Linked DNA regions of Sus scrofa: region 1 is linked to region 2. A link is a contact called in public Hi-C data. All regions are on one chromosome and are shown on one strand. The core of a region is the stretch at or near the end of the contact, and the rest is flanking DNA. Distances in the headings are between cores, read along the strand shown. Region 1 holds the start of LOC110261034 (myeloid cell surface antigen CD33-like). Region 2 holds the start of LOC100620498.

What was found. A called contact is a pair of places that touch in the nucleus more often than the background predicts.
Region 1: a contact with region 2 is called in a Hi-C map of liver, with 4 times the contacts expected there. The contact joins the promoter of LOC110261034 here to the promoter of LOC100620498 in region 2. A contact is called at or near these places in 2 of 47 Hi-C or Micro-C datasets (epiblast stem cells and liver) and 1 of 2 datasets of contacts at active chromatin or transcription factors (alveolar macrophages).

What each region holds. Positions count from the first base shown.
Region 1 is chr6:55,744,579-55,747,278 of Sscrofa11.1, forward strand. It overlaps LOC110261034 (myeloid cell surface antigen CD33-like), which reads left to right and starts at 1,286. Exons shown (of 6, transcript XM_021094852.1): 1 at 1,286-2,371. The coding sequence starts at 2,347. It overlaps CTU1 (cytoplasmic tRNA 2-thiolation protein 1), which reads right to left and starts at 1,165. Exons shown (of 4, transcript XM_021094859.1): 1 at 992-1,165.
Region 2 is chr6:55,554,284-55,556,983 of Sscrofa11.1, forward strand. It overlaps LOC100620498, which reads right to left and starts at 1,299. Exons shown (of 7, transcript XR_002344755.1): 1 at 987-1,299; 2 at 1-154.

The DNA.
Region 1 (2,700 bases), core at 36-2,535, 190 kb after region 2:
AGCATCTTCCCTTTGAAGACTTGATCAACCCCAGGCTGGGTCAGGAGCCCCCTCTGGGCTAGCAGAGCCCCTTGTATGCCTCCATCTGCACTGGATCTCGACTCTACCCTTCATGGTGACAGGTGTGTACTGTACTGTGAGCCTGGAGGGGGGAGGGGGGAAGGCCCTCCCAGTCCCCTCGGAGAACAAAGGGAAGGCAACATGTGACATCAGCACCTGTGTGCACATGCACGATTCTGTAACAAGGTGCCATAACCTGAATCCATGGATCTATAACTGTCCACTCAGAAATTACAGAATGTATGTTACCTTATAAGGGGGACAAAGAGACCAAAGCAGGGAAAAAAATAATCATAATAACGGAGGATATGTAAGACCACGCCCCACTGTGTTGGAGGCTCAGCCTTTGGATATGAACCTGCTAAGCCAGTGCGGGCACGAATATATGCTGTTGCCTGGCAAAAAGGTCTCGGTGTCCTGTCTCCCTGTGCGTAAGTCCTGCAACAAGCCCAATAAACGCAGGGACAGGGTCTGCTTCCTCCACCACTGACCTCCCCTGCCTCGAGGTGGACTTGGCACAGGATGGGTGCTCAGTAAAGTTCTGAGGGATGAGGGAATGATAAATGCCCCCGGAAAACGGGGCCCAGGCCTCAGGGATGCCTCCGGATTGCAGCCTTGTCAGAAGGACCCATGGGATGTAACATCATTCTATCAGGACAGAGTAGGGGCAATGCGGACGTACCCAGCTAGAGTCAGGGGCAGGGAAATGGTCGAAACTCAACCTGAGGGGGGGAGGGAGGGTGCGGGCCAGAGACAGGCCAGGCCGCAGGGTCCGAAGGGGGATGGTGGCCAGAAGGCCTCTGGGATAACAGGCGCTGGGAAAACTGAGGCGAGTGTCATCACTCCCACAGAGACCTTCAACCCTCAGACGACACCGCAACAAAGAGCGGGCGCTCACGGGCGGACCAACTCGAGGCGGGGGAATACTCACCTGAGGAGAACTCGGGGGTGGATCGTCCAAACCGTCTGACACGCGGAACTCCGGCACGGAAGTGGATCCGGAGACTACAACTCCCAAAAGACCTTGGAGGCTGCCTTGCCTACGGCTCCCAGAATCCCATGCAACGGCTCCTGAGGCACTTATGGTTACCAGGTCCTCTTGGCTTACAACTCCCAGCAACCTTTGTGGCCCCATTTTTCACTCTGCCTACCGCTCCCAAAATGCACTGCCGCATGCACCGCCCTCTTTCTTTTCTGCGCCTGCGCAGGGGGCAAAGGCCGTAGCGCATGCGTTATTTTGCTGTGGTAGTGCTCTCTCACCGTGCTGGACGCTTAAAAGGCGAAGTGACTGTGTTAAAATTATATATTTTTGTAGCTAGGCTTTTATAGGGATTATAGAGCATAATGTTTTTACCCTCTGCGATGGGGTTTCGGTGGGAACCGAAGGTTTGGTCGCGTGTGTAAAAAGAGGAGATGGGACATGCGCAGTACAGAGATTCTGAGAGGAGCGGTTCGCCCTGGATGCACGCGTGCCCTGCAGGACTGGTTCATGGTGCGCCTGAGCGTGTCGGCTGGGGAGAGGGAGCAGTGTGTTTGAGAGCCGAGGCCTCTGCGCGTGCGTCAGCCGTCGACACTCCGTCTTCTGAAGAGTGTTCCAAAGACTCAGATTCCTGAAACCCACCAGTCCCCACGCCCAGTGTCATAGAGACTCAGAGTTTCAGAAACTCAGACCCTTGAACTAAAGGAGCCAAGAGACCGGGGACTCGAGAGGCAGCTCTCACCAACCAGCACATCTGTCATATTGAACCTCTTGGATCCAGACATAGGGTCTCTGTTCTTTGTGATCAGCCCCCCCTGCCCTGCCCCCCGCCAGAGATGCAGTCAGCGCTTAACTCTGAATCAGCACCGCGGACAGCACACACCCCTCCTCCCTTTCCAACCCAGGAGCCAGAGCACGTCCTGGGCAGAGGCCCCATCCCTGCTGGGGTAGAGGTGGGGTTGGTCACAAACAGATCACAGAACTTGGTAGCTGGTGGAGGATTCCCAGCACAGTGGTAAAGTGAGAACGTAACACCTGCGAGCCCAAGATTATCTGCAGAACTCACATCCCTTGTGACTGCCTGAGAGCCCTTACTTGGCCTGTACCTCTCTGAGAACTCCCTTTCCAGTCCAGAAGAGCTAGAACTCCACCCATCCCTGGCCTTTGCTGCCCTCATCACAGGCACTTTCGCTATGGCATTGGATTGCCAGGTAACCTGCCTTCCAACCGGATGTTACTTTCCTCAGAGACAAGGGCTGGATCTTTACTAGAAACCTGAAGGCACAGTGTAGACGACTGGTGAATGAATGAAATTTCCTCTCTCACCTCACGGTAAGTGTTGACATTTCTTACCTCTAAAATTAATATAAACTTCCTGGGAAATCCCTGGTGCCTCAGTGGGTTAAGGATCTGGCATTGTCAGATATGGCACAAGTTCCATCCTCAGCCTTGGAATTTCCACATATATTGGGCATAGCCAAAAAAAAAAAAAAAGTTCCCATTGTGTCTCAGCGGGTCAAGAACCCAACATGGTCTCCCTGAAGATACAGGTTCGAATCCTGGCCTTGCTCAGTGGGTTGGGGATCCGACAAGGAACTTCCGTATGCCACGTGTATGGCCATAAACAGGGAAAAAAAAGAAAGAAAATGAACATGTAAGCC
Region 2 (2,700 bases), core at 49-2,548:
CGTTCGCTCCTTGGGCTCCCCCAACCCCCGCGCGGCCTCGCCCTGGCTCTGGTGGCTCAAGAGGCCAGAATGGTTGGAATCTCACTGGGGCCTCCAGAAATATTTCGGCAGCTGCCAGGAGCTCCATGGCGGCAGCGTATCAGCTCCAGCAGCTCTAGGAGAAACCAAGCGAGCACTAGGAGAGTTGGAGAACTCAGGTGTATTACCCCGGCAGGCTCAGAGGAGATCGCCCTCTGGAGTCTCAGCCCCCAAGAAGGGTTTCACAAAGCTTTTGTGGCCTAGCTCTTCCGGTCCGTGCTTGGCAGGACAGACCGGCGTGAGAACAGGCACGGTTGTGGCTGCAAAACTCTGTTTACAGAACCAGATGCGTGGAGAGGGTTTAGTTAGCTGGATTCTGCTTCGTCATCATGGCCAAGCATTCATTCCTGGCCTTTCTCTACCTTAGGAAACCTCTCCCTTACACTTCCACCCATAGTCTCTGTTCTACGTTGCACAAAAATGCCAGCCACGTGGAACCGAAAAACACAGGAGCGATTTCCCAAAGACAGTAGGTGTACCTAACACAGAGGTGGAAAACATGAGAAGGAAAAACTCAACGTCCCAAGCAACTCCCCAACCCCCCTGGAAACGGATAAGATGGCGGAGCCCTAAAACGTGGGCAGCAAAAATGGCGCAGCCAGGCTGCGGTGCTGACAGAGGAAGGCTCGCTCTGGCGGCCCCATTCGCATCGGCGGCAGAATTCCTCGCCTACCCCCTGGGCGCCCCCAAAGAGCCACCACCCTCTCCGACAGCCACATGTCCGCCCCGCAGGGAACAGGTTTGCCTCGGAGCGCGCGTGCCAGGCCCTCACAGGGGCCCTGACCGCGTCCACGCCAGCACGCTGCATCCCCGGGCGCACACGACACGTGCGACCCAGGTCCCAGGGCACGCCTCACCGCAAAGACACCCCCCCCCCAAACGAGCCAAAACAGCCAGACAACACTCACCAAGACCTCACTCTCCCACGCGTCTGCGGGGCCCAACACCTCCTGCTTTATAACGCGCGCCGCACGCCAGCCCGCTCCCCGGCGCCGGTCAGGGCTCCGCCCGAGGCGTCCAGCACAGACGCCGGTGTCAGAAACGGGCTTGGGTGCTTGGGGGAGGGAATAGTGCCTGTTCTCTCTAGAATCTTCCTGAACAGACGATGAAACGTTGTCCGTGGAGGCGAGGAAAAAGTGCAAGGAAATATCAGGGTCCATTCTCTTGTCATGCGCGTCAGGCAATTCTGTGAACAGCACCAGAGCGGCCTGTGGAGGGGAAGGACCCCGAGTGCGGGCGGGGCCAGAAGAGGAAGCAATTGGAACACCTGGCGCGGCAGTGGCGCGAGTGGGGGCAGGGGCGGGGCCAGTGCGGAGATTGACAAGGGAGCGTTTGGGGACCGTCACAGAGCAGAGCTGTGCTCTGAGGCTTGGCCCCTGGCTGGTCTCAGGAGCGGCAAGGCTGGGCTTGTGGGTTTGAGGAGCAGGGCGCTGGAGGTCCGGATTTGGGGCTCCCCCCTAGTTTAGGCTGTTTAAGACCTGGGGGCCTGGAGTCTCCGTATGATTGGAGATCCGAAGCATGCCTTTCAACTGACATGATCGCAAAAGTTTGGGGGTTTTTCTGGCCGCGCCTGCCGCGTGAGAAAGTTCTAGGGCTAAGGCTCCAGAGCCACAGCTGTAACCAGAGCCACAGCAGTGACAGCTCCAGAGCCTTAACTCACTGAACCACGAAGGAACTCCTAAACGTTTTTTTTTTTTTTCCCCCAAAGGTATTAAATGAAATTTCACTACTTCTAATCCACTGCCCAGAGTTGCCACTGTCAAGTTTGTGTGGAGTTTTTCCTTTACGGGCACACACACGGTATGGGTGAAAATGTTCCCGCCTCCGCCCCCCAGTTTGTCCCATAAGTAGTCTCTCCTCATCAGTGCATCGAGTCACCTCCTTCCTTCAACAGGGGTAAACTTTTCCCTTGTGTGCATAGAACACATTTGGTTTAGCGGGTTCCCTGGTCATTTGAGTTGTGTTCTTCTAGGGAGGAGAGTCCTCCATGAAGCCTGTGACCTGAAGTAGAAGAGCTCTGATGACTGCTCTTCAGAAAGTGAGACATTTTCTTCCCTAGCTCCTGCCTCACTCAGAGGAAAGCAACGTCCTCCCTGGGGCCCGCAAAGCCCAGTGTGACCTGGTCCCTCTCTGCTCTCATGGCCTGACTCTCTATCCCTTCCTCAGGCTGCATGAGCACCTTGGCCTCCCTGGTCTTTCCTGGAACCCGCCAAAGGACACCCCAGGACCTTTGCACTTGCTGTTTTAGCTGCCTGGAACCCTTTTCCACAATCAATCCTCATGACTCTCTTCCTCTCTGTTGCTTTTCTTCTGTCTTTTTAGTGCCGCATCCGGGGCATATGGAGGGTCCCAGGCTAGGGGTCAAATCGGAGCTATAGCTGCCATTAGTTGTCTTCACAGCTCTTATCTCCTAACACATCTGTTCATGGGGGTGTTTGTTGGCCTCCCTGCTGAATTGTCAATTCTTTTAAGACTAGGATTTTCGTCCAGTCTGATCACTCCTGTAGCCCCAGTGTCTGGCGCATAGTTGCAGTTCACGTTTTGTTAAAACTGAGCACGTTTCTAACCTAGGAACCTCCACATGCCCCAGGTGTGCACCAAAACACAAAAACAAAAACAACA